Linked DNA regions of Hordeum vulgare: region 2 is linked to region 1. A link is a contact called in public Hi-C data. All regions are on one chromosome and are shown on one strand. The core of a region is the stretch at or near the end of the contact, and the rest is flanking DNA. Distances in the headings are between cores, read along the strand shown.

Evidence for each region. A called contact is a pair of places that touch in the nucleus more often than the background predicts.
Region 2: a contact with region 1 is called in a Hi-C map of leaf, with 8 times the contacts expected there. The contact joins the promoter of LOC123448077 here to the promoter of LOC123448074 in region 1. A contact is called at or near these places in 3 of 6 Hi-C or Micro-C datasets (leaf and seedling) and 1 of 1 datasets of contacts at active chromatin or transcription factors (embryo).

Annotation. Positions count from the first base shown.
Region 1 is chr4H:116,519,104-116,523,401 of MorexV3_pseudomolecules_assembly, reverse strand. It overlaps LOC123448074, which reads left to right and starts at 2,741. Exons shown (of 3, transcript XM_045124847.1): 1 at 2,741-3,065; 2 at 3,457-3,649; 3 at 3,741-4,298. The coding sequence starts at 3,532.
Region 2 is chr4H:117,216,816-117,220,957 of MorexV3_pseudomolecules_assembly, reverse strand. It overlaps LOC123448077 (methylesterase 17-like), which reads right to left and starts at 1,753. Exons shown (of 4, transcript XM_045124848.1): 1 at 1,416-1,753; 2 at 960-1,100; 3 at 712-846; 4 at 282-623. The coding sequence starts at 1,658. The coding sequence ends at 354. LOC123448079 (a long non-coding RNA gene) reads left to right here and starts at 1,801. Exons shown (of 3, transcript XR_006631605.1): 1 at 1,801-4,142. It overlaps LOC123448078 (methylesterase 17-like), which reads right to left and starts at 187. Exons shown (of 4, transcript XM_045124849.1): 1 at 1-187. It overlaps LOC123448080 (a long non-coding RNA gene), which reads left to right. Exons shown (of 3, transcript XR_006631606.1): 3 at 238-321.

The DNA of each region.
Region 1 (4,298 bases), core at 1,492-3,991:
CATGCAAGTCTACGAGTATAGAAGCGGAGAGTAATGCCATGACAGTGTAAGTAAAGGGTAGGGGTAGGAAGATCAAACGCAATGAAGACACATTTTTTGCATGATTCTGATAGGTAGTGCTATCGTACGTCCACGCTGATGGACACTTCAACCCAGGGAGGGTAATAGTTGTTCGAGTCCAAGGAGGCCTCCACCCACGAAGGGTCCACGAAGAGGCAACCTTGTCTTATTCCACCATGGCTTGCGTCCACGAAGGACTAGCCTCACTCGAGGTATATCTTCATGAAGTAGGCAATCTCCTCGCACTTACAAACTTCTTGGTTCAACTCCACATGATTTGGAGGCTCCCAGGCAACACCTAACCAATCTAGGAGACACCACTCTCCAAAAGGTAATAGATGTGGTATGGATGATGAACTCCTTGCTCTAGTGCTTCAAAAGATAGTCTCCTCAACACTCAATCATTCTCTCATAGAATTTGGCTTGGTAGAAGAGATTGATTGGGTGGAAAGCAACTTGGGGAGGCTAGAAATCAAGATTCGTATGGTTGTAGTGGAAGATCTTGATCTCAACACATGATTCTCTCTCAGAAAATAAATGGTGGAAGTGTTTGCTTGTTCTGAGTGCTCTCTCTGTGAACGAGAGAGAGGCGTATATATAGCCATCTCCAAAAATCTAACTGTTACAACATTATTGCCCAACTCGATGGAACCGAAGTAAAAACTCGGTTATACCGATTAGTGCAAAATGTCATTACTTTCGGTGTTTCAACGAGACCGATAGATAAAAACACGGCGAGCCTGATTTTTGATTGACCTGGGCACTTCCGCTGACTCGGTGGCACAGAAATGCAAAACTCGGAAATTCCGATTTTTGACAATTAGATACCAACAAGATGGTCACTTCTTTTCGGCTGTACAGAACCGAAACTCGGTTGCACCGAGATACTACGGTTTGGCTTGGGTTGTGTCTAAGGGAAACTCTGTGCGGCTGAAATGGAAAACTTGGTGGCGCTGAATTTGACAATATGGATCTTGGACATAATCTTTTGTTAGGGATTGGTGGAGGATTTTTGTGACAAATCTCTAAATACTATGAGCACCGAGATCATTTTCAATACCTCATCCCTTTTTAATAGTATTGGCTTTTCTATGGACTCAAATATAATTTCTCGCATAAAATAAAATGTAGTCTTGAAGCTCTTGCCAATAAGTGTGGCATCTAGGAGATCCTCCTCACAATTCCTAGCCAATCCATTCATTGAACTTTTCGTGAAATATATTTGATAGGCTCATTAGTTCAATGAACTATATGTTGTTTTTAATTACCAAAACCACCTAGAGAGAAGTTGTGCTTTCACCTTGGAGGTCCAAGAGCTCGCGAATTGTCATGTTGGAGAGCATACCACGGCAGTTCCAGCCCAAGATTTTCATTTGGCCTAACGGACCTCCTCTTCGAAGGCCGCCGATGCACCATTATCTCCCTTCTCTTCTCCAATGGATTCCCTCTCCTTCGGCACATACTACTCCTCCTTCTCACACATCTCCTTTGCAACATGTGTGACAACACCATCCACATCCTTCACTGTTTCCACTCTACCCCCACACACCTGCTTAAAGGAAATGTTCACATCACCATATAGCATACGCTCATAACTATCCAAAGTTTTCTCGAAGGAAAATTCTAAATCACTATCAGTGGGGCGAACGTGAGGAAGGTGTCTCCTTTTTTACCTATTTTTTCCTGTGGACATCTTTAAATCTCTCACTCACGCTTTCCTTCCTCTCTTTCCTCCCCTTCTTCTTTGGATAGCCCTCCATAGGTTTCTTTGGCCACATTGAATTTAAAAAATATATTATCTATGGTTGAGTCACCCGCAACACTAGAGGCAGCAAGTCGTGCAGCTACCACCCCTAAAAGAGCCTCCAACACTCCAGGCTGGAACAACAATTGGTATTGTAGATTCCTTGATAAACCTAATTTGATTAAAAGTGCTAAAAATGATAGTTGCCTATTCATCCTCCTTTCGTTAACCATATCGGTCCTTTCAGCCGTGGAGCAATCCGTTCGTCATCGTTGCGGTTTGTTGGCGATGCCTAGCGAGGAGGAGCGACTCCTCGCTTTGGTCTACCGCCGCTCACTTACGAGAGCAGAGACGGACGCTCGCTGGCTCCGTCGGAAGAACACCAAGGCGCTCTGGCTAGCCACTAGCAGTCCGAGTGCGAGGTGGCAGAGGCGGCGAGGGTGGCCGACTCAAGCGGACGAAGGCCTCATCGTCATCTCCGATTTCTCCTCCTCGTTCTCGTCCTCCGACGACTCCGATTATCCACCACTTGCCGTGGACGCCTACAACTGTTGTGGCCATCGGAAGGGCAAGGGGTCGGCAAGGAAGTGGTAAAGACGCTCCTCCTTTGTGTTGCATTGTCGTTTTTTAGTTGTTTAACTTTAGAATTATCGGTTGATAAACTGTGATGATTTTTTGGATGATATATTCAAGATCAACGGTATATGACGATGGATTTGATAATGGTGGTTGCAGGTGGTGGCCAAATTAGCTCATAAAAGTTGTAGATGCTCTAGATTAGCTGCCCCCTTAAAATCCGCGTCCTTTTGGAGCTATTGACTTGTCCACGTGCAATTAATTACACGCACACATTTTCCACCGAGTAAACTGGCGTGGTCAAGTGGTCATGCCGCCAAGCAGACAGCGCCATGCCTTGTCTCATCCCCAAACACAGCATCACACACCACCATTTCCTCCCCCTCGTCTCCCCTCTTTCTCTTGGTCCCCCTGCCATCGTCTCCTCCCTCCCCCGCCCCCCTTCTCTCTCCTCCAGCTTTCACCAGACAGCCCGACCCTGAGCTCAGCTGGACATCACTGACGGCATAGCCTTCTTTCCCCCTTTTCGCTTTTGCTCCACCCCTCTCCTCCCCCGTGGCCCAAGATTCACCGTCCCCCTCGCGATCCCTCCGAGTTCGCTCTCGCCTGGGGAGGCGGGAGAAGCAGCGAGACATTGCGGCGTGTGAGATGATCTTCTCCGGGGCCGTGGTCTTGCGAGCACAAGGTTCGTGTTCTTTTCTCCCCCCGGTCCTCTCTTGCGTACGGCTGTAGATTTTTCTCCACTTCCTAGATCTGCAAGTGCTCCCTCATCGATTTGGATGATCCGTGGTCCATGTGATTCTTGCTGCCATGTTTTGATGGGCTAGGTGGCGCTTTTTTTTATACGTATATCTATATTCTTGAACTTGACCTGGCTGTTGTTGACTAAATGAATCTGTCTAAAAACAGTCGTCTGATGTCTATTTCTCTGGGAAAGAAAATATATTGTGGTGGAGTTCCTCCTTGCTGCATTGTCCTTATTCCTTTATTACTATATCCATTCTTTTGTATAATAGATTATTTTGATGCCTGGGAGTGGAAGATAACTGTGGTGAAGTTCATTATTTTGTCATCAGGGGGGTGATGTTGGTACCTTTTCACTGAAGTGTATCTACCTTCTGTAACCGAGATATTGCGGCTGTGAGGAGATCATGTCCATGGAAGCTCAGAATCTTCGGTTCGTCAGGTGCCCCAAATGCCTCCAGCTTCTTGTGGAGTACCCGTCCATTCCGGTTTACCAGTGTGGTGGCTGCGGCACCATTCTTAGAGGTATAAATCATATGATCCATCCTCCTTGATTGGCTAAGCAATATCTCTATTTTTCAGACTCTTTTTTGTATTCATTGAATATTTGATGCAGCGAAAAATCGAGGTGCGCCAGTAACTCAGCCCGATTCGGTATCCGGTGAACAGAACAATTTTCGACGCAGCTCGGAAGGGTCCCCTCAGACCAGCAAGTCTATTTGTTCAGATGAACTGAAAGTTGTCTCTGCTGATATGCAGCCTAGTGAAAATGTGGTTGAGGGAAATATTTCATCTGTAGGCAAGCATGCCGTTTCCTGTGAGAATGTTAACGGAGAAAGGACTATGCCTGTTGGAGAGAGTGCAGCATCTGGCGAGGTTGACGGCGAGGAGAATTGTTCCTTAAGTGTTGGCAATGCCCGAAACCCTGAGTTTATGATCGAAGAGCCAGATGGCAAAAGTACTGCAGCTAATTCTAGTATGAAGCTAATAGAAAATGTACAGGGTGTTGAAATAAGTGAAGATGCAGATGGCGAAAAGGGTTACGTTATGGATGTTGCAAACGATGCTAATGTTGCCAGCGAAGCTGCAGCTGTCCATAGTATCGCAGGTGAGGAACTGGGAGATGATTCCAGTAACAATGTGATAAGAGAAATAGAGAGCATGGCTGAGGAAA
Region 2 (4,142 bases), core at 504-3,003, 700 kb before region 1:
GGTGTTAATTGCTGGTTTTGCACCATGATATATTCATGTGTCGTACATCTGGAACTTAACATAGCCTTGTTTGTAACTTAATTGGCATGTACTTCCTCCGTTCCTAAATATAAGTCTTTAAAAAAATTCCACTATAGATTACATACCGATGAACATAGACATACTTTAGAGTGTAGATTCATTCATTTTGCTCCGTATGTAGTTTGTAGTGAAATCTCTTAAAAGACTTATATTTAGGAACGGAGGGAGTAAGTAACATCACACAGTGAAGACTGGAGAAGTGGAGACTGGAGAATACAATAGCAGGAGCAGCTAGGCGTCACCCAGACCGTGTATGCATGATGTACAAGTGGTCACAGTAACTTGATGATGAGTTGAAAGAGACGCTCCGGAGCGGAGAAGAAGGGGCTGTGGTCGGTGTCCATGGCCACAACCTTGCTCGGTGGCCACCGGCGAATCATGGCCTCCTGCTGCTCCGGCTTCACCATGGAATCCTTTGCCGTCGTTATGTACACGCGCCGCACCTGGTCGATCGCGCTGCTGTCCCCACCGCCTCTCCCAAACCTGGCTGCGCTCAAGGCGGCAGGCCATGGACGGAGTAGGATGGAGGCAAGCGCAGAGTCCTGAACAAACATCTTACAGTTACAGCTCCGCGACCATGGCATATAACACATCGGCAGATGATTCAGCGCTGCAATTCCATTAACCAACCTCTTGGGGGCTTTGCTGGGACAGGATCATGCGCTGGAACTCTGGCCGCAGTGCTACACTCGTTGGCGGGTGGTCTATTCCAAGACCAAATGCTAGGTCATACACGTCCCCAAGCTCGGATAAATCAGGTACGCCCTGTTAAATTTCAGCTGAAAGTCTTTAAAAGCAAGAACTAATGGTAGCTGCTATTGTGACCGGACATAATAAGAGTTTAATTGAGCGTATGATAAGAGAGTTCAAGCAGTCACATCTTTGATGTCTTGTTCCGTTTGGTAGCCAAATGGGAGCATGGTTGCTGCTATGAAGATTGCCTGCTTAATCCTGTCGCTGAATAAATGCATTGCATGGGTCACACTTAGCCCTCCTGCGCTATGCCCAACCAAAATCACCTGAAGGAAATATGCCGCCGTTAGTTTGTTGTTGTGCTAGTATCAATCAGTAACACGAGATTTCCTTGTTATTATGAGTAATTTTCTTTGATTCTCAGTATGTTATACACTTTTATCCCACAAAACCACATTTTTTTCATCTATCATGATTCCCAAAAATATGCAGTAAAAGAATTTAGTTTAGAGCTATATTTTGTTATCCTGAGACTGAAAGAGTAGTGCAGTAACCAAAAAAAAAAAAAACTAGTCCATGCATGCAAGCATCCAATTGCAAGCAGGGGTGTGGGCGTGTGGGTACACGGTTACTGTCGTCACCTTTTCGCCCTCCGGCAGCGCGGACAGGAGGTCGACGAGCGGCCCGGTGTACTCGTCGAACGACCGGACAGAGTCGGGGTCGACGCGGCTGCCTGCTGCCCCGGCAAGGTCAACACAGGAGACGCGGTGGCCGGAGCCCCGGAGCAGGGCCAGGAGCCTGAACCAGCACCAGGCGCCGTGGCCGGCACCGTGCACTAGGACAAGGTGCTCCTTGCCCTTGGTAGCATCGCCGCCAGCGTCCATCTCGTCAATAACTTGTACCACTACGATTGTTTGTGCGCCTGCCTATCTATCTGGGGGTATCTGCGATTGCGTGCCCGTTAGTGATGAGCTGCTTAAAACTTATATAGGCGAGGCCAGGCAGTTTTGATTTCGATGTCTTCAAAGTAGATGCCGGGAATCAAACTTAAGACGTTGGCCAGAGGGACGAGGTGCCACGAGGCGATGATCAGTCTATTCAGATACTTGGGCAGGATGGAAACATAGATCGGTCTACTCATGTTTGCTTAGAGCAACTTCAGCTCCCAGGATGCCCCTAAGGACACCTTTTTAGGCTCGGTGTTAGGCTTGGGGGCGTTTTTTGACCGAAAAACGGCCCGGCCATGCCCTCAGCGTCCCCAGGACGTCAAAATAGCGCCTGCGTACCCGGGCAGAACCCGACGCGCTTCGGGCTTTTGGGGGCGTCGCAATCCACGTCTTTTCATGTGTCCTTTTTTAGGTCCACTTTTTCATTACCTTCATAAATTTTTGATTGAGATGGGGGTATGGTTGGAAAGATACATCTTTTTTATCGTCGGTTGAAGTTTTCGACCCTTCAAGACACCAGTTTTTTAGATTCGGAGATGCTCTTACTCTTCAAACGACCAAATCGCATGCATTCAACGACCAGCTCAGCGTTTCGCTCTTTTACTGCACCTGCCCATGCATAAATCTCGGGAAAAAAGATAGGAAAATAGTTGTCCACAGCACATCACGTCCTCGGGGAAAAGTTGACTCGGTGCGAGCCGGTCGATGGAGACAGGTAAGACCAAGTCCAACATGTATAGGCTATGTGTATGCACGCCATTTGTCACGTACGGTATGTCTATGTACGCGGCACTAGAATTGCATAACTTTTTTTTTTTGAACGAGCTAGAATTGCATAACTTGAATCACTCAGGATTTGCACTTCACGTGTTTTGTCCTTTTATTATTTCCTGGGTGGATTTCTAGTCCTGTTTTATCTTGTTCCACGTACATGCATGCCGACTTCACGCGTGGTTTGACTCTTTCTTACCGATCGGACACCTCGGGCTAAGAATTTACGGAAAAGGTCTTTCATCTCTGTTAGATTTTCTGGCCTCATGGGTTTAATAGCAGCCCATATACGTAGAATGTTAAGTTGCCACTCTTTCCTTCCTTAGCCTTTATGGCTTCCACGTTTCTCTTTTCCTTCCTTAAGCCTTTATTCCTTCCACGTTTCTCTTCTCTGTCATAATCCCCAAGACCTCTTCCTGATAACGTGGGAACCGAAAGACGTATATAAGTTGCGTATATTGTATATGTATATAAGTTGCGTATATAAGATGTATATTGTGTGTGGGACAATTTTTAATATTGGTATCACCTTTGCCATAGCTCAGTTGGCCATGACAGTCTGTACTAACCTAAAGGTTGCGAGTCCGAATCCTCCTCACTTTTTTTAATGAAACTTGGTTGTACGAATTAGTACCACCTCATATATTTCACGTAATATAAGATCAGACGCGGGACGAAATCAAAAATATTACCTTGCTTTATTAGTAGGTACTAATAAAATGCCCGTGCTACGCTACGAAACCACATGAAAGTAAGCCAAAAATAGTTTCTCCTTGTTCAGTTATTCGAAACATCCAATCAAGATCTTCTAAAGTTACATAAGAAATAACGGTTTATTTGTTTCCTTATCATCTCTATTATTAAAGAGGGATGTGCAGTCGTCGTGATGGTTCGACCTCCTTCCTCCCCCATACGAGATCGATACAGCAAAAAAATCTCACCTCGCTTCGTTCGATCTCCCTTCCCTCACGTCTCGCACTTCTTCCACACGGTAAAAAAGAAAAAGAAACAGCCACGATCCTCTCGCATGTCCCTCGCTCCCGATTCACCCACCAAGCCACGATCTCCCCTCCCCTCTCCCAAACCATCCGCCGCAAGGGCACCTCTAGCACTTGCGTCTTCCGCCCCTCCCCTTTCTCTCCCTTCAATCCATATGTCCGCCGCGCCCCCACATGGTCTTCGTCAAGAAACAGCCACGATCCTCTCGCATGTCCCTCGCTCCCGATTCACCGTGACCACCACCAAGCCACGATCTCCCCTCCCCTCTCCCAAACCATCCGCCGCAAGGGCACCTCTAGCACTTGCGTCTTCCGCCCCTCCCCTTTCTCTCCCTTCAATCCATATGTCCGCCGCGCCCCCACATGGTCTTCGTCACCGCCGCTGACCACTGCCTGCACTCAGGCAACCAAATCTTTTGCTCGCCGTCCCCTCCCCCTCCCGTGCACCCGTCTTCCATGGTGAAGACGTCTGCATGCACCTGCCTTCAAGGCTTCTTCCCGACAACAGCTATGCCGCAGTTCGACTCCTCCTTTGATCCAAGATTGGTGTCCCGTGTCTGTGTCCGCACCCGTACACCCCGTCGCTGGAGAAATGAGAAGCCCCAGGACTTGACCGACCATGGCGGTCCAGAGGCCCGCACCGCCGCCATCG